Regions from separate parts of the Mus musculus genome. Here regions 1 and 3 are each linked to region 2. The links are chromatin contacts, called in public Hi-C maps. All regions are on one chromosome and are shown on one strand. The core of a region is the stretch at or near the end of the contact, and the rest is flanking DNA. Distances in the headings are between cores, read along the strand shown. Region 1 has its middle 2.9 kb from the start of Gm32533. Region 2 overlaps Exoc4 (exocyst complex component 4). Region 3 overlaps Exoc4 (exocyst complex component 4).

The links. Hi-C and Micro-C count contacts between places; a contact is called where the count stands out from the background.
Region 1: a contact with region 2 is called in a Hi-C map of cortical neurons, with 2.0 times the contacts expected there. The contact joins two enhancer-like sites. A contact is called at or near these places in 4 of 484 Hi-C or Micro-C datasets (DN3 thymocytes, the N1E-115 cell line, cerebral cortex and 1 more) and 1 of 115 datasets of contacts at active chromatin or transcription factors (astrocytes).
Region 3: a Hi-C map of cortical neurons shows a contact between it and region 2, with 1.7 times the contacts expected there. The contact joins two enhancer-like sites. A contact is called at or near these places in 1 of 39 promoter capture datasets (hippocampal neurons), 6 of 484 Hi-C or Micro-C datasets (the N1E-115 cell line, cerebellum, cerebral cortex and 1 more) and 1 of 115 datasets of contacts at active chromatin or transcription factors (CD8 T cells).

What each region holds. Positions count from the first base shown.
Region 1 is chr6:34,192,380-34,196,149 of GRCm38.p6, reverse strand. No RefSeq gene overlaps it. Among named protein-coding and RNA genes, the nearest start is that of Gm32533, 2.9 kb to the left of the region's middle. Within about 2 kb of position 2,204, at least 25 of the 459 cell types and tissues checked have an H3K27ac peak or open chromatin away from gene starts, as enhancers often do. A contact at or near this core is called in cortical neurons, where this site is marked.
Region 2 is chr6:33,680,832-33,684,812 of GRCm38.p6, reverse strand. The region is part of intron 10 of Exoc4 (exocyst complex component 4); the gene reads right to left. Among named protein-coding and RNA genes, the nearest start is that of Gm38785, 240 kb to the right of the region's middle. Within about 2 kb of position 2,387, at least 64 of the 459 cell types and tissues checked have an H3K27ac peak or open chromatin away from gene starts, as enhancers often do. A contact at or near this core is called in cortical neurons, where this site is marked.
Region 3 is chr6:33,405,326-33,409,036 of GRCm38.p6, reverse strand. The region is part of intron 7 of Exoc4 (exocyst complex component 4); the gene reads right to left. Among named protein-coding and RNA genes, the nearest start is that of Gm38785, 36 kb to the left of the region's middle. Within about 2 kb of position 1,821, at least 1 of the 459 cell types and tissues checked has an H3K27ac peak or open chromatin away from gene starts, as enhancers often do. A contact at or near this core is called in cortical neurons, where this site is marked.

The sequences.
Region 1 (3,770 bases), core at 955-3,454, 510 kb before region 2:
AATCCTGATGGCACATCAGCAAAAATCTGTGGGAGGCTTTTCCATGACCGGAAAGTGGGCTGGAACACGCAGTTGCCGTTTCGCACCCCAAGTTACTTATTCCTGACAAGCCGTCTGTCAGAGTAAGAGATCTGAAGGGCCCCGAATAAAACCTTCGGGTTATGTAATCGCCTGGCCTGGCCCTTAGGAGGTCGCACTGAAAAGCCCCACATCCAGTTTTGTCGCTGTCTGTAATAACTTATCAAAATGCCATCAGTGCAAAAAAAGAGGAGACAATATTTGTCACAAAGAACTCAGAAGACTCGGAGAGCTCTGTAGGAAAAATCAAGTCAGGGAGCAAGATGGGTTACGTGGTTCCGACTCTGCTCAGCCTCTCATACTGGGGGCGGGGGAAGAATGTTCCTTAGCTTTGTTTTATACATAAATATGTATATGTATATAATGTATATGTATATAAAATAAAATATACAATATATGTGGTATATGGGGTATATATTGTATATATAATGTAATGTTATTTATATGTATATATACACACACACATATATCCTATATATACCATATATACCATATATCCAATATATCTCATATGGCCAGGGCAGACTAATAAATGCAACCACAGTGCAAAATATCTGGCATGGTCCAAGCATGGGAGTGCTGTTCAACACATGTCAGCTTTAAGAATTTTGACATATAATAAAGGAATGAATGTGCTAGCACAGGGAGATACTGGGTGTGGTGTGCCAGGCACAGGTTTGGGCATAAGAAGTGCACCCCAAATTACTGGTACTTACTACCAAATGGGAGAGACTATCCATAAGAACTAATTAAAAGAATTGGGTTGGGCCTGGAGAAACAACTTGTTGGTTAACATCATCTGTGGCTCTAGCAGAGGTCCAGGTTCTGTTCCCAGCACCCACACAACAGCTCACAATTGCCTCCCATTTCAATTCCAGGAGATCTGCTGCCCTCTTCTGGTGTCTATAAGCACTGCATGGTACACTTACATGCAGAGAAACTCTCATATATATTTAAAATAAAAATGAATAAAGTTTTTTTTTTAAGACTATCAATGTCATTTTTAAGAAATCAGAGCAGGCTGACTTCAGGTGCTCAGGAAAGACCTTCCCCGAGGAAGGAACATAGTAAGCACAGAATTAAAAGAAAGAAGAAGCCCAGTCTTCCCAGCCAAGATGGCGCTGTCACAAAAGGAACCCAGCATGGCTTGAGAGCAGTTTGTCCAAGAAAGAGCAGGAGGTGGGGACCAGCCCACAAGCTGGAGTGCATTGAGGAGTCTTGCCAGATTCCTGGGTGACAGTCTCAGCCATGATGAGGCCAGGGGCCGCTTGGGCCAGCAGTTAGAACTGTCATGAATGTAGCCACTGGAATCAAACAGATCTGGGTTTTCGAAAGTTTCACAACCTGCTGCCAGGTTTGGAAAGCTGCTGATCCCTGTAAGCCTCACCGTCTCCATCCATAAACTCGATAGTGCATGAACAATCCCTCCCGAGGGGGTGTAAGCTGTGCAGAAGGGCCAGAACAAGGGCTTACACCTCTGCCAGCATTACTAAAGCCAATGGTGGCATGCTCTGGGCCATTCTTATGCCTTTCAATAAACGTGCATTAATTTCTTACACTGTAATGTACATCCCTCTATTTCCTATGCTTGGGCTGGCCACATAGCCAGACTTTTCGTGAGATTTGCAGACATACAAAATAGCAGTAACTTTTTCACCAGACTTACAACTCAATTCAGAAGGCAGGAGCTGAAAGGGAAACAAAATATGCCTTTGAATTTCCAGCCTGCCTGTCAAGAAAGATTATCACTAAAGCTATAGACACACGCCATGGAGACCTCTGCCCCTCACTTATTTTGAAGTTCCGTCTTACGTGCTCAGGCTGCAGAGAGATAGAAAGGACGATGGCCAGAGGCCAAGAGGATAAACATAATAAACACAGCAATAGCGTGAGACATGACAAAAATAAAAGGTACAGAGAGGGTTAGAAGAACTTAATGATGGAACCTAGGAATCTATCCGTTCCCTGCGTTTGCTTGGTTAGAGATGAATTCACAATACAGATGTTTATGTGTGAGCATCTCAGTTAGGCATTATGATGGGAGCTGAGCACACACAGGGGCAGAATGTCATCCTTGCTCTCATGGAGAGAGCATTAGCTGTGCTGAGAAAACTGGTAAATGCTAGGCTGGGATTGCATACCAGACACTAGAGGGCAGTGGTGGAGCATGAATGGGTCACCATCCAGCAGTGCAGGCTTCCTGGAAGAATGGGGGCTTGTGGTCTGGGGTGCTTGGTTGAATAGCCTAGTAAGGACCACCCCACTAATAACGGATGCCCAAAACTGCCCGAGGTGAGTACGCAACATACTCAGCTGTGCTCAGTGTACTGAATATTCGCTCAAACAGGTGAGGGTGTGGGTGTTTTCACTCAGGGTGATTTCAGTACAATGAATTTCAGTTCTAAAATAGATTTATGATCGGGAAACTCTTCCTCAGTTAGCATGAGCTCGTTGCTAGTGGCATTCAATCTTTAAAGAATCATTTTGATGGTATATAATCGCAATTTTATGGTATATAGTGTGTTATATTTTGTTGTGCACAAGTATTAAACTATTGCTTTGTTGTTGTTTTTTATATTTTCTAAAGATTTATTTTATTATTTTGTATATATGGGTGGTTTTCCAGAAGTCACAGAGCTGGGCCTTGAACCTGCAAGAACAGTAAGAGCTCTTAATCACTGAGCCAACTCTCCAGCTCCAAGACTAATTTTTTTTTCTTTTTGAGATAGGCTTTCTCTACGTGGCTCAGGCTGTCTTCAGACTCAAAGAGATCCTCCTGCCTCTGCCTGCTGAGTGCTGGGGTCAAAGGCAGCTGCCACCACTCCTGTCTTGGGTAAAGTATCTACTCCCTTACACTTGGCCTTGAGAATCTTTGAAAGTTATTGCTGGCCTGGGAAGATGGCTCTGTGGGCAGAGTGTTTACCATGCCTGTATGACGACCTGAGTTCCAATGTCCAGAACCCATGGAAAAAAACAGACAAGGTAGCACACATTCCCAGCATCCTCCTACTGAGGGATGAGAGACAGAGTAAGACTCCACCAAAACTCAGGCCAGCTAGCCAGGCCTGCAGAGCGGGAACAAGAGACTGTGTTTCAAGCAAGGTGGAATCCAGGCACCTGGAGCTGGCCACTGACCTCCACAAGTATGCCGCGGTACATGTGTGCACTCACACACACCATATGCCCACACATGTATACACACAGACACACACACATACGGGGGTGAGGGGAAGAGGGAGAGGGAGAAGGGCAGGGAGAGAGGAGAGAGAATTAATGCTATTAACACTTGTGAGGAACACAAACATAGGTGAGGTGATTAACTTCGCTTAGCTTTACCGCTAACAAATGGCTTGCTGTCTCCCTGCTGTAATAAAACACGGGACTCTATCTCTAGGTGGAGGAGTGACCTTTTCTCCAGTTAATCTAACAAGGCAGAAACGCCCCCTAGGTGGGAGGGTTCCTCTGAGGATAACATAGATTTTCTTCCCAGAATTTTTGCCACACTAGGGGCAACCCTGTGAGCCCCTGTGAGGTTCCTGTGGGTCTGCACCCCACTCCCATCCCCACTTCCCCCACCCCACCCATCTCGTCTGTCTTTTTCTTTCGGATGCTGGTCAGAGCCCACTGTGGTCTCCTCAATACTCTGTATTGCGTCCCGCTCGACCGGCAAGAAAGACGCAACAAACCAGAAT
Region 2 (3,981 bases), core at 1,138-3,637:
CCAAAAACAATGTAAGCAGACTAGTAAAATATTGTACATTGTGGTAAGTACCTCATATGAAGAAAAGACAGCAAGAAGATAGAATGGTTCTAAAACAAACCACAATATTATAGACACACTATTCAGGGCATTTAAGACATTTGAACTGTTTGTATACCCACAATCACATGTCACTGTATACATCTTTGTTTCGCATAAAGCTCTCATTCATATTTCTGCATCATTATATATGCCTCATAGAAATACATTTATTAATGCCTCTTAACTAACAAACAGTAAATTTGCATAACTCACTGACAGCAACAGAGGTCATTTAAAGGCATAGCTGAAATGTTTTAAGTTAGAAAGAAATGCAGCAGACCTGCAAGTCAAATCAGGCAGTTAAACCTGAGTCACAGTTACTACTATCTATTTACATCACCAGAAGGGTGGCATACTATTGTACTGCAGTTATTTTGTATTCAGTACCCAAACTTTTATAGAAAATTAAAGACAAAGAATATGGAGGTATGACGGAAACAATAAATACAAGAGGAAAAGGGAGGGGGTGTTGTTGAACCTTCTTTGAAATAAAATGACAGGAGAGAAAAATAACTTTCCATTATTTTCCGTAGAAGTCAGGAAGACAGCTCACAGGTAAAAGCAATCGTTACATATGCCTGAGTTCCATTTCATGAAAAGCCACATGTTGTGGCTCACATATGTAATCCTAACCCCCATACTGGAGATGAATGGTTGAGGCAGAGATGTCTAGAGACCCACAGGCCAGGAATTCACAGCACAGACAGACTCTGTACTATTGAGGTACAAAATGAAAGCCAACTTTCAAAAGTTTTCTTCTCATTATGTACCCTCACAACCAAAAAAAAAAAAATTACAAAGATAAATTTTCCTCAGAGCTAGGCATGAAGGCACACACACACCTGCAGTAAGGAGGCTGAAGCAGGAGGATTGTAAGTTACAGATCTAACATAGGAAGACTGTTTAAAAACCACAGTAGTTACCACACACCCCAAAAGTGATCATAGCGAGGCCAGAGAAGGGCAGGAGAGTCTAAGTGCTGTGACGGGGACTCCCCTGAGGGATGGAAAGGACCAGGAGGTGGAGCCAAGGAAGCTGAGGAAGGTGATCAAAGCTGTTTGGTTTGTAATTTCTCCACCTCAACCGAAGGCTGTAGGGGAAGCAGGAGTCTTCTACAGAGCCCTGGTACAATTCTAAACAAATGTCAAACTCATGTCATGCATCATAACATAGTCCCCTTGCTACAAGTTCTCCAGGTGACAGAGTCACAGACACAAGCTCAGGTAGGAGAGGAGTGACAGAGGGGAATCAGTGCAACAGCTCTTGGCAAGCAAGCCTGGCTCTCTAGGCCTCTGCTCCCCTTGCCACACCATAGCATCCCTATCCACAATAACATGTGAATTACCTGCCTCAAGAGCAGTTTGACACATCAATCCCTACACCTTAAGAAAAAGTCTAAGTTAACGAGATGATGTAAATCAGACTGCCCTGGACCCAAACACAGGTATTATCACTCACTTCTGATCAACAAACATGGAGGGAGGGAGGAAGGAAGGGGCACGTGGGGAAGGTGATAAGAGTTCTATCTTTTTTTTTTGTCTTTTGCCAGTGGGCTCTTCTATGCTTTAGACATAGCAGGTGCACAATAAATACTTCCATATCATATTCTTTTCATCTCAATATTTCCTGTGTATTTACCAAGATCGAATTCTCTTTTACATTTTTTTCCTGAAAGAAATATGCATGTGGCAGATGTTTAACAGCTATATATCAACAGTGAATGAAATGATGTAAGTACATAATTTGGTTATAAAGTTTATAAAGTGCTTTAAGCTGACAGAAATCATGCATATGTAGACTGTAAATGGACATAAAACATAAAATATCTCTGTAACAAAACTATCCTTTTTTTTTCCCCTTCTTGATTCATCACTCTCAGAGGAGGGGCTCCCTTGGTATTTCCTCCTCTATAAGGTAGTTGGCACCGTACCATGCAACAAGAAGACGAAGGGTGTCTCTGTTTAGAGGACACAAATGCCCAGGCAGGTCAAAATGGAGACTTGACTTCCTGTCCTAGGAAATACAGTTCACCCAAATGTGTTCATAAGTGGGCTGCCATCCATGACAACTGTACCCAGAGACCAATGCTCAACAGCGGCACACAACGGCTAGCAACTAGGAGATTTTGATTTAGTTCATAGTTTTGTAAAAGGTAGAATGAAATTTCCAGAGTGATCGGGATGCTGCTTTCTGGGGGAAGTCTCCCTCTTGCCTTCCCCTGGAGCTTGGGTATAGGACGTGTCATGGTGCTTCTGAGTGGGCTCCTGCTAGTGGTGCAGAAGCTGGTGACAGAAACAGGTAGGGACAATGGCACAGCTGCTAATGGGGACATTTAAATCAGCTCCTATTCTTCCCCTGCCATCATGCAAAGCCCCTTTACTGCTCTAAAACAAATACAGCTTAATTCTATTTCCTGCCTGCCTTTGTATAATTTTGACATGTCCTCAGTCAAACACGACCCAGTCCTTCAATCAGGCCCTATTTTTCTAGAGATGAGGAAACAAGAGGAAGCGAAAGCAATTATTGAAAACTCATAAGCAGCAGCTTTAGCCTAATTACCTTGACTTTCCTTTTTAATTTTTCTATCGATTGTCTCCTGCTAATATGTGAGTATTGACTGAGCTGGTGGAGCCTGGAGCAGCCACGATAAGAGCAGATGCCACGGGGAAGCAGGATGTAATTAGGAGGCCCTGCACTCCGCTTTGGAATCACACATGCACAGGCAAGGCTCTGGTTGGTCCCTCTTAAGCAGGGAAGCAGCTTCCTTCAGCATGGCTGCTGTCTGCTGTGTCTTTGCCACCAGAGGGCAGCTGGGAAAAGGAAAAACTACTCCATGTTCTTTGTCCCTCTTTTGAGTTTAAAATAATGTGTTTCTCATATTTCTCCACACATTATCTACCAAAACTCCCTGGTCTATATAACTCCAAGAAGATGAGGTGGCACTGTTTTGAGTGGCAAAAAGTATCCCCCCCCCTTTTTTTTTTCAAATGCTACTGGATCAAGCCTCATCTTAAACAACCAAGTAACCCTGGGTGGTTTATCTGAATATTCATGTACCATTGACAACCGCTCACAACTCTGGGCTTTTTTTTTGCTTGGAGAAAAACAAAAGTTTCTTAACAAAAGTTTCTTGCTTTAGTGTATACAATTTGTTTTTAAATTATATCTGTAAGGTAGTGTAAACATGTTTTAAAATATATCTAAGTTTTCTCTAGCAGTAATAATACTTTGTCATCTTAAATTGCTATCACAGTATGTGTGGCTCACTATGAGAAAACACAGTTTAATAAAGCTGTATGCTAGGTTTTATAGGGATCAAGATGACCCCAGTGAACCAAGGTGTCATGTTTGGTCCTGTTTTATTTTATCTTCTTTAGAAACCCTGGGAAGCAACCAAGTAGTAACAATTAGCAATGCTTAATGGACTTTGAATACAGCTGCGAAAACTGTTAATTAAGCAAAATGTAAGCATGGGTGAAACTCTATAGGAATGGAAAGAAAAATATGAATGAAAAAACGCTAGGCAGAAACATGAAGAAAAGTGGAAGGCTAAAGACAGACACAGCATAGACAGAGCTGGGAAATGAGAGTCTTGAAATGTTAACACAGCCACAGGAATGACACAGGAATGACCAAGGTGCATCCATTATGAAGTGACAGTTATACACACAGTATGGACATTTAGTAAATAATAAACTCATTTATATTAAAATAACCTCACGATACCTGAGGGAATCAATGTAGTCCCCAAGTCACAGGCATAAGGATATCACCCATCAGATCAGCAATCACAATTCACTAGACGGTACTGAGAAACAAACTCAGCCTACAGTGTGAATAACTGATTAGAACTGCATCAAATAATGCCATAGGTGTTCATGATACAGATTTCAAATTGGA
Region 3 (3,711 bases), core at 572-3,071, 280 kb after region 2:
ATTTTAAAATAATCCATTCAGTTAAAACACTCTAATGTATTTATCAATAATTCGTCCTCAGTTTATAAGTAGCATAAATATAAAAAGGTTATATTGTGGTATAGTCTATCAGGGGTTAGCATTAAGCGAGCAGGGAAAGACCATAGCAGATCTGAAATAATTAAAAACATAAGCTGAAAGAACTAAATGTGGAATTTCGTACATGACAAATTAGTAAGTATAAGTAAGGGGATTCCATTTCTTTTGAACAGTGCATTCCACATAATATGCATTAATACTATATACCAATCAAGTTATACCAAAAGTTTCTGATTCTTATACAGGAAAGGGAGATGACACATATAACATCATTTGTATCAATAACAACAGCTCTGGCCTGGAAAAGACATCTTGAATCATATTCCAGGATCTTGTCTTAGAAGGCAGAGCTCAGGTGGATAGATGGTTGAGTACAGACATGTCAGCTAAAACCGTAAGTGTGGATAGTGCAGGTCTAAGGCATCGTGAGTTTGACTGGGTATAGAAATTGACTAGAGTCAATTTCTATAAATGCTGAAGAGGAGGCACAAACATCTTTTAAAAACAACCAAGACACCTACTATAGTAGTATATACCTATAATTTCAATATCGGGGTGGTCGGCTGAGGTGGCAAAAAAAAGTCTGAACATAGGCAGACTATACTCTGTAGAGACTCCCTGCCTCAAAAGTGAGAATAAAAACATTGAGTGACATACGAGCAACAATCTCAAATCATTTCCCTAGAGTAATTCTATGATCTCAAAAATGGGTAGTGAAAAATCAACAAGAAATAATGAAATGTAAAAATATTCTAATCAGATATCTAACTACAGAAGGGTTGGAGTACCTGCTTCAGTGTCAAAAGCATCACTGCTCACTGTGACAGTCCAGCCTGTCAACGTCATCCGATGTAGAGTCAGTCAAGAAAAAAGCTTTGAACTGCTTGTGAAGGATTTTCTAGACTAGGTCACCTGAGAATACCAACCCTAGCTCGGCGTGGTGGCGCACGCCTTTAATCCCAGCACTCGGGAGGCAGAGGCAGGTGGATTTCTGAGTTCGAGGCCAGCCTGGTCTAGAGAGTGAGTTCAAGGACAGCCAGGGCTATACAGAGAAAGCCTGTCTCGAAAAACAGAGAGAGAGAGAGAGAGAGAGAGAGAGAGAGAGAGAGAGAGAGAGAGAGAGAGAATACGAACCCTAACTATGGATGGTACCATTCCATGTGCCAGAGTCCCAAAATGAATAGAAAGAAGAAAATAAGCTGAGTACCAGTATTCATCTCCCTTGTTTTCCTTTACAAAGATGCAATTATGAACAGGTGTTTCAAGCTCCCACTGTCAGGACAGACTGGGTATCCTCAAACTGTGGGCCAAAATAAGCCCTTTCCCCTTAATTTGGTTTTGTTAAGAGTATTTTACCAGAGCAACAGGCAAAATACTAACCACGCTCATTTATTTACCCATTCAACAAAATTAAGATCGTATTACAAAGAAACAACAGTATCTATATATTTAACCTTGATAGTTCTGAAAATTAATAAAATAATGGAGTACTGTTCACGGAAATGGATATCCACAGAGTACATAAGACTTAACTGATTCAATAGAGGCAGAAAGGACTAGACAGTAGAACTTAACAAGAAAGGGTTTACAATGAGTACTCCTGCTAGCAGCCTGACCATTCAGAATAACTGGAATCAAAAAAACATCTCATGAGCAAATTTATATATGCTACACAGTCCATGGATAGTGACTCACACACTTGATACTATAGAATGTTTTCTGTTCGCATATTCATTGGATGAGAACCATCTTGGTTCTCTCTCTTTGCAATTTACCTCACAGTAGTTGAGCAACTTAAAAACATAAAAAGCTCCTATGAGACAAATATAAGTAGCTAAATAGGATGATCTACAACCAAACCGCATAGGAGGGGGAAAGAAGACAGATGGCATGAAAAGCAGAAAAAGTCAGATTAAAAAAATAGAAGCCTGGGGGGTTAGTTCTGAAATTATGCATGCCTCTCTGTAGCTGAAAGGAGCCTTGGGCCTACTATACATCACTCACAAAGGGAAATATGGGAAAGCTCAGCAGAAGCATCACTACCAAGTTCAAGACGGTGCCCATCAATGACTAAGGTTTCTGGATGTTTTCATGGTGTTTGTGTGTGCTGCGCAAATGTGTGTGCATGTGTGTCTGCATCTCTCTTGGTTTCTGGGTTTTGTATTTCTGTGTTTGTTTTTTATTTTAGTTTGATTGCCTTTTCATATTTTGCCTTTTTTTTTTCTAAACAGAAAGAAAGAAGTTGTACATTTGGATGGAAAGACAGTGGGCAAAATCTGAGGGAGAAGAAATCTGAATTTATTGTATGTCCAGGCAGTGATGGCACATGCCTTTAATCCCTCAGATGCAGAGACAGGTAGATCATTCTGATTTACAGACCAGCCAGATCTACAGAGTTAGGTCCAGAAGAGCCAGGGCCACAGAGGAAAACCCTGACTCAAAACATAAGCAAACGAAAAAGAATATATTGTGCGGGGAAAAAAAGTTAAATAAAATAATATATAATAAAATAGAAAAATCTGAAGGTTCTCGGTATATTGCAACAAAAAGACTGAACAAGATAAATGCACATGATACAATTTTCCATCAGAACTTGTGTTCTAATGTTTATGCTTAAAAGATAAAATTCTCTCTTGTGGAAATCTGAGATAAGCTGAAAATGTGAATCTAAAACAGTATTTTAATTGAAAAGAACTGGGCATTACCAATCATCTTTTAAAGAAAATACAACATAGGAATTTACTCAAAATAAGTCTCACGCAAACAGAGACAGTGAGACAGTGAGAGACAGAGAGAAAGACAGCATGACATATCAGGATAATGATAAAGATTGACTGCAATGGCAAAGAGCCAGATGGATCTGTCCATGATCTCACAAGAGACCTGGCACAGGAGGGAAGGAAAATGGTTCTAACAAGCTGGATCTTTGAAGCAACATCAATGGTACATTGTTTTTCTGTTTTGTTTTGTTTTGTTTTTGGTTTGAAGTGTTTTGTTTTGTTTTGTTTATTTTATTCTGTAGTGACTCTAAGTAAATGTTGCAGGTTGTTCCTCTGCCTCCCTCTCTAGCAAACTGCCCCTGCAGTCATTGTACAATCTAAAGCATTTGCAAAATGATTTGGGAGGGAAGCTTTGCAATTTGCAATTACAGAAGAGGAAATATACCATGAATGCCAGAGGGGGGAGCTCAGAGCAAAGGGAAAGATCACAAGGAAATGGGCAAGAAAGAGATATGCTGAGAACAGGCCGAGCTTGCACAAAGTATCCTTTTCTTTTTCCAGTATTCTCTTCTGAAATATGTATTACAATACCCGCTGAACAATACCCCACCCCAGCTGAAAGAAAAGTAAATGGAAGTACTGCTGAGGGTAAGCAGTTTAAGCGATGGCCAGGTTTCTGAGTTCTTTGCTTTAGGGAAGTCTCTGGCACCCTGGCCTTTCCTTTCCAATCAGTTTTGATTGCGAATGAGACCACACAGTAGGATTGGCAGCTAATGATGCTGAAGGCACAGTGAAAGAATTAGCCCAAGACAATCATTATTTTTAAAAAGGTGCTTGGCCTCCTCCAGCTTCCTTTATATGTTTACTTCTAAAAAAAACAAAATGGAATTTTAATAGGCTCTTTTCATAATTG